Linked DNA regions of Pan troglodytes: region 2 is linked to region 1. Evidence: chromatin contacts called from public Hi-C data. All regions are on one chromosome and are shown on one strand. Each heading gives the region's core, a stretch centred on a gene start, on an enhancer-like site or on the middle of the called end of the contact. The rest is flanking DNA. Distances are from core to core; before and after follow the strand shown. Region 1 has its middle 180 kb from the start of PHLDA1. Region 2 holds the start of PHLDA1 (pleckstrin homology like domain family A member 1).

Region 1 (5,590 bases), core at 2,272-4,771:
AGAATGAACTTGGATTTGGTACTAAAAATTCCCGTTTCTTATCATTTGGAAGCTGGTTAATGTCTTCAGTGTGCCAAGAAAATAAAGCCCGAATGTATCCAATTGTCCTGGTAAAGCTGCCAGTTCTTGTCCAGCTTGGCTCAGTGAAGAGAGGGGAGGCAAAAGAAAGCCACAGACAGTCTGTAGATTTCAGAAGCCATGACATGAGGGACATGACTCTCAGGCTGATCGCTTGTCCTGGATTCTGAAAGCCCATCGATACCTCCTCTTTCCAGATGAAACTAAGGCAAACTCAGATGGCACAAGTAGATTGTCAAGTTAATTTTATGTATTTTTCAACCCAGTTTCATAGGAAGACTGGAGATCTAGTGGACAAAAAAGGAAGGAAGGGAGCGAGTCATGGAGGCATGTTCCTTAAATGCCTTTCAAACCCTCTAAAGGAATAATCCACCTCTAGTATGTTGGTGCTTTAAAATGTTGACTTTCTTCTCCCTGGTTTTCATGGGTCCTGCCCTACATACCCAAACTAATTCCCCATTATTCCTAAAGTATGTTCTCTGCTCCTGCAGGCCAGCTAGAATGGTGATATCCTACAAAGACAACATCTGTTTATTCATTAAATATTTATAGAGTACATATTATGTGCCAGACACTACACTAGGTGATGGGGATCAATAGTGAATGACGCAATCATGGTCCCTGCCCTATTAATGCATACCAGGTTCAGTTCTACTTCTGCCATCACTCATATTCTTCTCTGCAGGAATGCTTACCCTCCTTCTCTCTGCCTGGAAATATTCCACGTTCCTTCTCTTCCAATAATCCTTTCCTATATATTTCCAATTCATCAACTTCTTCTCTGAACCTCATCAGCTCTTATGAGCCTATAAAAGTAATGTAGCATTTAATGATACACTTCCCTGTGTCACCTGCCCTTGTCTCATGAACCTTGTCTCCCCATTGAGGCCATAAAGCCCTTGAGGGAAGAAACCACGTCCTTTATTTCTTCTCTGCCTTCCTTACGGACTAACACAAAACTTGGTGCATTTTAAGAATGTATTGCAGATGATTACTTTAAACATGGAATTGAAGAGCAGTTCATAAGCCCTTTGTATTAGTTCCCTATGGCTGCTGTAACAAATGTAACTTAAAATGTTTTTTTAGGTCACAAACTTGGTGACTTAAAAACATAGGAATGTATTCTCTCATTGTTGTGGAGGCCAGAGTCTGAAATCAGATCACTGGGACAAAACCAAGGTGTCAACACAGCCATACTCCTTCATGAAGCTCTAAGGGAGAATTTGTTTCTTGCCTCCTCCAGCTTCTGGTGGCTATCTGCATTCTTTGGCTTGTGGCCACATCTTTCAAGCTTGGCCTCTATGATCATGTTGCCTTCTCCTCTTTTGTCTATGTCAAATCTCCCTCTGCCTCTCTTTCATAAGGATGCCTGTGATTGCATTTAGGGTCCGCCTAGATGATCCAGGATAATCTCCCCATCTCAAGATCTTTAAATTAATCACATTGGCAAAGGCCCTCTTTCCCTGTACGGTATCATTTACAGGTTCCTGGGATTAAGGCCTGATTTACGTGGGGCCCATGATTCAGCCTTAGATTTAGGGCTTTTGATTTAATAAATCTGTAGCAAACAACCGAATAAAGTCAATTAAAATCGTGAAGAATAGTCTCTCTCTTATCCAGGGATCTCTTATCCAGGAAATTTAAATATACAACAGCTAAGAATCAGAAAATAACGCAAAGTAGGTATCACAGAGTCTGCCAGTAGGCGAGACATCCTAGGGTTAAAATTTTTCAGAAGGATTCACTATTGGGAAAGCAATAGTTTGAAATAAGTCAAAAGCATATTATTTTTTAACACGTCCCTCAGGATTAAAAGAAGACTATTTCAAACTAGGATACCTGGGAAGACCATAAATTCAGATTAATTTTTTTTCCTAGGGAAGAGAGTCTTTCTAGTGGTATTCAGCCACAAAACCAATCTTTTCCCACCTAAAACTGCAGGTAGAGATAATATCCATTCCCTTTAGGAAAGTGGTAAGACAATTCAGACCAGGTAGACCACAGGTAAACTGTGTTGTTTAGTGTAGTTTGGACCTCAGCATGACCAGAGAATAACTCAGCCACTGGGGTTATTGACTGTCTGTTCAGGAGGCTAAGACAGAATCTCTAAGAAGGTGCATCCTTACGAAGGTGAAATCCCAAAGAAGATTGCCTAAAGTCTGAATACAGTTTTAAAAGAGATGAATGATCATCAGGGAGTGTAGTCTAAAAAGAGCAAAATTCTAGTTTTTAGAGTTCCAATTGTACAGGATTGAGCTGTGCTACAGTAACTGACATGATACAAACCCAGAGGTAGTTTTTAAGGTCCCTGCTTACATGTACATGAAGAGACAAACCGTAAAAAACTTCAGGCCACAGGGCTGAGGTTCAGGAACAACTCTCTTATGAGAAGGCACTGCTGGTCAAACCAACCCAATCAACATGTAATTAGTTGAAATGTTAACTTAGTTGGCTTAGTAAATCTAGTTATCTTTCTCTTAGCAAGATTTGGGTATGCTTAGTTACTACCTTTATTTTTAATGTTCTAGTGAAAGAATACCATTCATGGTCCACAATACAAATATAAATTCTCAGTGGCACCCAGCCATCATCCATTCACCCTGCAGGTTCCTCTAGGGAACTGGTGCAGGATGGCATCAACAGGGCCCACAGGTGTCACTGCTTTTGAGCTGGTGAAGGTAATGACTACCCCGAGTCATCAAGAACAGGGCATATTGTGGTCTACACTCTTGTTGATAAGGCAGGAAACTATATAATGCATTTTTAAATAATTTTCCACAAACACACTTTTTTTTAGTTTTTTTAAAAGAAATTTTTTTTTCAGCTATCTGGAAATTTTTCTTAGGAGAAACATCTCTCCTGAAGAAACCCAATCAAAGAAGCAATTCTTCACTCTCATTGATGTGCCTCAAAGCAACTTCCTCTGACTCCTCAAGACCCCAGTGAGGATCTCAGTTTAATTCTCATCTTAGTGTGGACTTTAAATCATTTTCACATCATAACATGTCAACTGTTTACCCTCTTTAATCTCACTCTTGGAGCTAGAAACATAAACATCCTTCAAGGAGGCAGCTTTGTTTGTCCAGACCCTGTCCCTTGGAAAAGTTATGATCAGCAGGAAATGAAAACAACCAGCATAGCTTTTGTTTTCATTGATATTGGTGACATTTTGCAAATGGAACACCTAAAGCCAAACCAAACCCCGGGCCTCATTCTGACCAAAATCCGAATCAAGGAACTTCATGCAGAACATTAAAAACTCAATTGTCTCCAGCTACAGCTGAATGAAAAGCTCAGATTAAAACTGGCAACGATTTACTTCCTACAAACATGCTTTGTTTCTGGCTAACTTGTCAGCTCATAAAAAACGCCTCTGTACAAGCAGCTGTCTCATTCAAGACGCTGAATCCTTTCATGGTCGTCAATACAAATGTGTTACACAGAACCCAGTCCAGGACCCTTGCTCTAAAACCCTGGCCCAGAGTGTGGGCCTCTCTGCTTCCCTGGTATGCCTTTCTTCTAATTTGATGACTTGCATTTTCAATAAATGGTTATAGAAAATGCCATGCTCTTCATGGAATCCCCTCATCATGCTGCTTCCCAGAAGCCTGTTTATGGAAAAAGCCAGCCCCAGAGGCAAAACAGAGGAGGTCTCTGAAGTTTCCAATTCTTAATCCTAGCTCTTGCTCTTAGCAGGTTTTGGCCAATTTAATGTCTTTATATCTTTAAATGTTTCCTTAGTGAGCTGAGCAACTTGCAGTGACCACCCTGAACTAGCTTGCTAGGGAGAAATCAAATCAAAATTATGGCAAACCATTTTGCAAATATAAAGCAGCTAATGAATAATGTAATGTCTTTCCCAATGAGCCAGTAAATAAATTGATGACACATCTGAGATGCCTCATTATTTCCTGGATTATTTAGAGAGGCACTGTCAACCTAACTTCAATGTCAATGGTAATATATGCCATTGTACATACTGGAGAGTGGACAGTAGCTTAAAATAAAGAGCCCCTTTTACTATTCCTGATTCTGCTTTGCTCATGTTCCTTCACTCACCTGGAATGACCTCTTTTCTCATTGCATGCTGCAAGTCTTCTCTGAGAACTAGTACACACTCATTCCTTCAAAGCTCAAGCTCTGTTAAACTTCATTAGCTCTGACCTAATAGGAAGACAATTCCAGGTGCTTGAAATTCTCACACGTAATTCCCAGTTTTGACATGCATTGGTTGTGTGACTGAGGAGATGTCACTTCACGTCTCTGAGTTCCAGTTTTCTGAACTATTAAAATAGGACTAGGAGTGCCCTCCTTGCAATTATAGCATCTTCCCCATCCAGGCTCATTTTGGTGTACGGTTAGGGGATCAGTAAAGATTGAAACAACACAGTTGCCCTGTGGCAGGGTCTGTTTAGGCCCTCTCACCAGAGCCTTGGGTTGATTCCTGACTGAGCAGAATATATAGGAAACATCTTGGCTGAGGCAAAAGACATTCAAAAATCTTTTTTTGAGGGTATATTATGTAGTAGATATGGTTCCATAGTTGTTATGGGCTAAATTGTGTTCCCTTAAAATTCATGTGTTTAAGTCCTAATCTCTAGAACCTCAAAATGTGACTGTATTTTGAGATATGGTCTTTAAAGAGGTAGTTAAGGTTAAATGAGGTCATTAGAATGATTCCGAATTCAGTATGACTGGTGTTTTTCTAAGGCCAGATGATTAGACACAGACGTACGAGAAGACAATATAAAGACATAGGGTGAAGACAGCCATCTACAAGCCAAGGAGAGAGACTTCAGAAGAAACCAACCCTGCCGACACCTTAATCTTAGACACCTAGCCTCCAGAACTGAGAGGAAATAAATTTCTCTTGTTTAAGCCGCCCAGTCTGTAGTATTTTGTTATGACAGCTCAAGCAAACTAGTAGTCACTGACCTCCTACTTTTCAGAAACTATCCCCCACTTAAAACATCTACACAATTTCAAATTTAATAGACTTTGTTCATTGGGTTTTTTGTTGTTGTTTTTGGTTTTGGTTTTTTGTGTTTTTTTTTTTTTTTGAGACAGAGTTTCACTTTTGTCGCCCATGCTGGAGTGCAATGGCACGTTCTTGGCTCACTGCAACCTCCGCCTCTCGAGTTCAAGTGATTCTCCTGCCTCAGCCTCCCGAGTACCTGGGAACAAGTACGTGTGCCAACACACCCAGCTAATCGAGTAACTTTTTAAAACCCAATTTCTTACACTAATCAATGACACTCAGCTGTTTCATCTGGAACCACACAAGGCTTATGGGCCTTGCCTCAACCATCAGATCCTTTCAGAGATTCTTCTTACCACTAAGACATCTAACCTCCCTGGCCATGTGCACTTCTTAGCATACCACGTTCTCTACTACGTATCCTTTCTCTCTCTTCCTCTCTCTCTCTTTTTTTTCTCTCTCTCTCTCTGAAATCCTGTGCTCACATCAGGCCTCCAAATCATAGGCTAGAAAAAGAAGCCAAATAAATCTGAT
Region 2 (5,590 bases), core at 1,804-4,303, 180 kb after region 1:
GAACCCTCCGAGACCAGTTCTGTTCGGGCCGGTCCGCCTGACAAAGCGGGCTCAGAAAGACACCGCGGTGTTTCCCTCAACTGCCCAAACATATAGTCAAGTGGGGCTGGGGGGACGCACCACGGGACAAGGACGGTCCTGATGGGCGCGGGCGCGGGCGCGGTCCGCGAGGCCCCCTGCCTGGCCCGGATCTCCCCAGCCTCCCCTCTCTGCCCAGCTCTCCTGGCCCCAGCTTGTTTCTGTTCCTTCCATTGCCCCAGAAACTTGGAATGAGTTTTGATTTCTCCATACAGGAGCCGAACCTGTGAACAAGCTTCCTACTCCTCCCAACTCACTACCCCCGAGACCCACTCCTCGGGAGCGCGAGTGCCGGGACCTTACCTTGTCTTGCCCGGGAGCTGCCCCCTTCAGGCAGAGTTGGAGGTGCTGCGGAGAAGCCGGTGTCCGTGCGGCTGCGAGTGCGGCTGTGGGTGTGGGTGCGGTATTTGGTGCGGATGCGGGTGCGGGTGAGGGTGTGGGTGCGAGTGAGGATGAGAGTGTGGATGTGGATGTGGATGTGGATGCGGATACGGGTGGAGCTGCTGGGGCTGAGGCTTGGGTTGGGGCTGAGGCTGGGGTTGTGATTGGGGCTGGGGTTGCGGCTGAGGCTGAGGCTGGGGTTGGGGCTGGAGCTGCGGCTGCGGCTGCGAGGGGGGCTGCTGCTGGACCAGGTGCTGCTGCTTCTGCCGCGTGGATTTGACCGCCAGGATGGCCTGACGATTCTTGTACTGCACCATCTGCAGCGTGATCTCGGCGTTCCAGCCCTGGTCTTGCGGGCACCGAAAGTCGATCTCCTTGCCCTCTGCCATCACCACAGTGAAGTACATGTACTTGCCCTTGCGCTCCACACAGTCCACGGTCTTCATGTTGGAGAAGTGCAGTTCCTTGAGCTTGACCGGCGGCTCGAGGCTGGCAACAGCGGGGCCACTGGGTTGGGACGGCTCGGCCGGCCCCTGCCCGGGCTGTTGTTGCTGCTGCTGCTGCTGCTGCTGCTGCTGTTGCTGCTGCTGCTGGTGTTGCAGCTGCTTCGGCGGGATAAGCAGCAGCCCTTCCTCAGTGAGGATGCAACACTTTTTCTTCCAGAGCTGCAACAACCCGTCGCTGCGCTTCTCCAGCACGCCCTCCTTCAGCGCTTTGCAGCCGCTACTCTCCAGCATCCTCCCAGCATAAGAGGGGCCGCCGCTTGGCTCGGCCTCTCCGTTTCCAGCCGCGCGGGCCGGGGGCAGCAGCAGCAGCCTCGCGCCGTCCTCGCCCCAGCGGCTCCCACGGCCGCCTGCCCGGAGCGCGCAGAGGAGGCTAACACGCAGGAGGCAGAGCGGCGGCGGCGGCTCTGGGTCCCGGCAGAGGGACAGCCGCGTCCTGATGCGCCACAAGGTCCCGGAGCTCCGAGCTGCCGGGCCTCTGCCGTCCTCTTGCGAGCGCTCACTGAAGGGCACTGGCCGGGCCCCCTCGCGGCGCTTTTGAATGGGCCATCTTCCCCACCCCCGAGTGACACCCAGCGGAAAAGGCGGCTCCTGGCGCCCGCACCGCGGGGGAAAGCCCAGCTCCAAGAGGCGCTCGGCAGCCGGCGCACGCCTCATTAACTTGGGGCCTTTCCAAAGCCGGCTGCGTCCACGCCCTCCAGTGTCTCTTGCTCCGCCTCTCGCCGCCCACTTGCTTCCGCGCTTGTTCCCCTGGAAGGCGACCCGGACCCGAGCCCCGGAAACTCCTCTCCTCTACCCAGGGCGATCGCCCAAGGAGCCCTGGCTGCCTGACTACTGCCGACGCTCACAGGGCGCTGCGAGGCCATCCCCCGCGTCCCGCTTCTCCCCGGCCCGCGGGACTCTCTGCTAACAGCCTCAGAAAGTGAGGACGGGGGCGCGGAGGCGGGGGCAGCCTCCAGGCAGTGCTGCCTCTCGGTTCTTGGGAATTAGCCCGGGGGATTCGCGCTGGGCTCCGAGAGCCCGCAGAACCAGCGTCGTGTCCTGGGCGAGCTAGGAGGCCGGGGCCGAGTCCCGCGAGTCCCGCGAGTGTGCCTCCCCCGGACGCCTAGGTAAACAACTGAGCGCACAGAGGCCGAGAGGACATCGTGTCTTCCCACGCATATTCGCTCACGGTCACTAAGTAGCTCTTCTTGGAAAGAGGGCGATTGTTAAAGCAATAGTGCGACTGTCGGGCTTGCCACGGGTGGAGAGAGGTGGACCCACGTCAGGTCGCATCTCGCCTTTTTCTCGACCCCGACCGCAGGCGCTAACCCGTCTTCGGCTTTCTTCTTGACCCGTACGGTGTGCAACGTCTCTTAAAACAGTAACTCAACTCTCTACAAACCGGGGTAATATCCGGTGCTGAGATCCCACACTGCAAGGCGCAGTTCCAAACGTCTGGTCGGCCTCGCAGGTCCCTCTTTCCAAGGCCTAGCCAGATCTTGGTTTTGGAATCTCATTTATCTGTGACCTGGGGAATGCAATACCCCCAGCTCCCTCCTACTCCTACATTTAAACAATGCCTATAGAAGCCGCTTCCTGGGAAGTAAGGCATAACCGAGACCTAGCCTCCCGGTAGGGAAGTTCATCCGTTTAGTAAACAGCCCCAACTACGTGCGGACCCTCACGGGGATACGAAGAATTCAACCAGGGCTGGACAAGTCAGAGTGGGCCAAGGTAAGAGTTAGGGCTGCTACTGTGCCCACGTTGGAACAGATAGATTAGTTCATCTGCTAGTTGTGTGGCAAGAGCAAAGAATTCAAGAGGGGAAGAGAAAGTGAGAGGAGCTTAGAGAGCTAAGCAAGAATCGAATCCTTTGTGTGTCATGGTAAGAAATTCGAACTTAATACCAAGGTAGTCAGAACAAAGGACAACTTTTATACACGAGGGCGTCCTGAATATTCATCTAAGAAACAATGTCTGATCAAACGGGACAATCCAGCCAGCAATCCGGAGTCCCACCGGATTATGCTTGGCCAGCTTTCTAGCCTTCACATTGTTAATTTATTAGCAATCTTTTCAGGAGAAAGGCAATTATTAAAATTATGTGGACTTCTAGTAAAATTATCTCAAAGATTTACAATTATGTATACCAACAACAAAAAAACTACATGTTTTCTGCTCCCCTGCCTTTGTAGGACAAGTGAGCATTCCAGAGAATTTCTCCATGACCAGCTGTTCATTCTTGTAAGAGGATGACATTCTTCAGCTCATCTGGAGAGGATACTTCCTTTAAGTCTGTTATTCACAGTCTCCAAGGGCAGGTGTAGTTGGGAAAGACATTTCATATGGAAAAACAAACTTGATAGGGTAAAAAAAAAAAAAAAATGAGATGTAATCTGGAGCCCCAAGTCATTTTCTTAGGAGAAACTCAAATGTGTTTGGTGTTATCTAACCTTCTGCAGTTTATCAGTCTGAAACAAATGCATTCTATTCTCATTTGAAAATGTCTGAACAGCCACCAATTTTCAAAATCACCCATTTAATTATAACTAGAGACTTTAAAGCCCAGAATTTGCAGTTACGTATTTCAGAATGATTTAGTAATTTTGTGAGCAGCTCAGAGGTTAAGTCTACAATGTCTGACTACGGTGCATTATAGAAAATATCAGTAGTGTAAGGATCCCGTAGATTGGTGATAACTTTGCTCTTAATTTGTTATTTCAACAGTTACCACCAACAGTTGGTGACTTAACAAATTAAAAGCATAGTTGCCATATGCTCATATTTGGCAAATATGTCAAAATGGCCATATTTGCCAATTTTTAAAGACAATAAATTCACAGAAAATGCATTACAGAAAATAACTTAAAAAAAAAAAAAAAAACAACTTTTGGGCCAGGCATGGTGGTTCACACCTGTAATACCAACACTCTAGGGGGCTGAGGTGAGAGGATCCCTTGAGCCCAGGAGTTTGAAACCAACCTGGGCTACATGGCAAGGCCTCCCTCTACAAATGTAAAAAAAAAATTAGCTAGGTGTGGTGGCATGCACCATGTAGTCCCAGCTACTTGGGAGGCTGAGGTGGAGGACTGTTTGAGCCCAGAAGTTCAAGGTTGCAGGAGCTAGGATCGCACCACTATACAAGCCTGGGTGGCAGCAAGACCCTGTTTAAAAAAAAAAAAAAATTCAGCTGTATATGCAATGAAAACCTACAAGTCACTGAAAAGTTACTGAAGTTTAGAAAACTAGCCAACAAAATCATTGCTTTGGTAAACAAATTTGAAATGGCTAATTGAAAGTACATTTTACAGCTGGCAATATAAAGTTATCTATCAGCAGCACTGGACAGTTCATTTTCTTCTCTTGGATAAAGTTTATCACTTGGCTTCATGGACATCACTCAGTTTTCCTTTACATCTCCAGTGTCTCCTCTATGAGGTGCTTTCTCTTCTCTCCAAACTTTTAATGTTGGAATGCCCCAAGTCTTTGTCTTTGGCTCTCTTCTTTATCTACACTCATTCCCTTGTTGATATCCAGTCTCATCACTTTTAATAACATCTATATGCCAGAGTCCCAAATTTATACCCCCAACTTATATCCAACTGCTTACTGCCGAAGAATAAAACACTGAAGTTAAAAAATAATGAACATACCAGGCAAGGGAACACTTACTAGTAAAGCCATTTACTGAGTAGTTCACTAGAGGTTTAAGTCTGAGGGGATTTTAGGTCATAGGAAAAAAAAAAAAAACTGAAAAAGAACACTCAGATGGTCAGAGGAGTCTGTAATTCATACACAATAGGTTTTAACAAATTCCTACATGGAACTGCTCCAGTTTATAGGTTAGAATTAACTATAGTGAAAAACAGCCTTCAGTTTTTATCAATTCCAGGCCAGTGAGTGCTACTATAAGTTGAAAATTCTCCATTTACACTTCTCTACAGTACGGCTTGTGTAGTCTAAGAGAAATCAAACATGTGAATGAGCTCCCAAACTATTTTCCTCACTCTAACCTACTCTACCTGCAGCCCCCTTTCTCAGTTGACAGCAATCCTCTGTACAGATGCTCAAACTAAAAACCGTAGATCAGTACTGCCCTTACACCAGGCCAGGAAAGGCCCTTATCCAAGGCCCTGAGCTTTAGGATTGAGTGCTTTAGAGTCAAGATGACATGTCAATCTAGAGAGCATACTCATTCTGCACTACACTCTAGGTACTCAAGACCCCAAATACCCTGCCCAGAATAGCCCCAGCTGTTCCAGGAAATGCATTACATCATCATTGCATGCACTGACATGTTAGGGGGATAGGGCAGTTCGAATATACTGGTTATGGCATCCAAGTAAATGTGCAGGAGGCCCCTTGCCATACAGTTCAGAGCCGGGGTGGGAAGAAAAGGAAGGTGCCTCATGGGCTGAGGGTCAGCTCTGCCCGCAAGTTATATTCTGGCATAAATACAAACCTGGCTTCCCAGTTCTAATGAAAGTTTGTCAAGACAGGCACATTGGGCATATTTTCATTAAACAGTACTTTTAAATATTTAAACATACGGTATCTCCATTGTACTCTTGCCCCAGGCCTTCAAGTGTGTAGAATCATGCCTGCCTTGTAGTAATTTTTTTCTCTCCCAATATTTAATCTACACA

What was found. Hi-C and Micro-C count contacts between places; a contact is called where the count stands out from the background.
Region 2: a contact with region 1 is called in a Hi-C map of stem cell-derived neural progenitor cells, with 4 times the contacts expected there. The contact joins the promoter of PHLDA1 here to the enhancer-like site in region 1. A contact is called at or near these places in 1 of 7 Hi-C or Micro-C datasets (stem cell-derived neural progenitor cells) and 1 of 1 datasets of contacts at active chromatin or transcription factors (stem cell-derived excitatory neurons).

Annotation. Positions count from the first base shown.
Region 1 is chr10:82,618,915-82,624,504 of NHGRI_mPanTro3-v2.0_pri, forward strand. No RefSeq gene overlaps it. Among named protein-coding and RNA genes, the nearest start is that of PHLDA1, 180 kb to the right of the region's middle. Within about 2 kb of position 3,522, at least 5 of the 24 cell types and tissues checked have an H3K27ac peak or open chromatin away from gene starts, as enhancers often do. A contact at or near this core is called in stem cell-derived neural progenitor cells, where this site is marked.
Region 2 is chr10:82,794,568-82,800,157 of NHGRI_mPanTro3-v2.0_pri, forward strand. PHLDA1 (pleckstrin homology like domain family A member 1) reads right to left here and starts at 3,054. Exons shown (of 2, transcript XM_001161528.7): 1 at 382-3,054. The coding sequence starts at 1,619. The coding sequence ends at 408.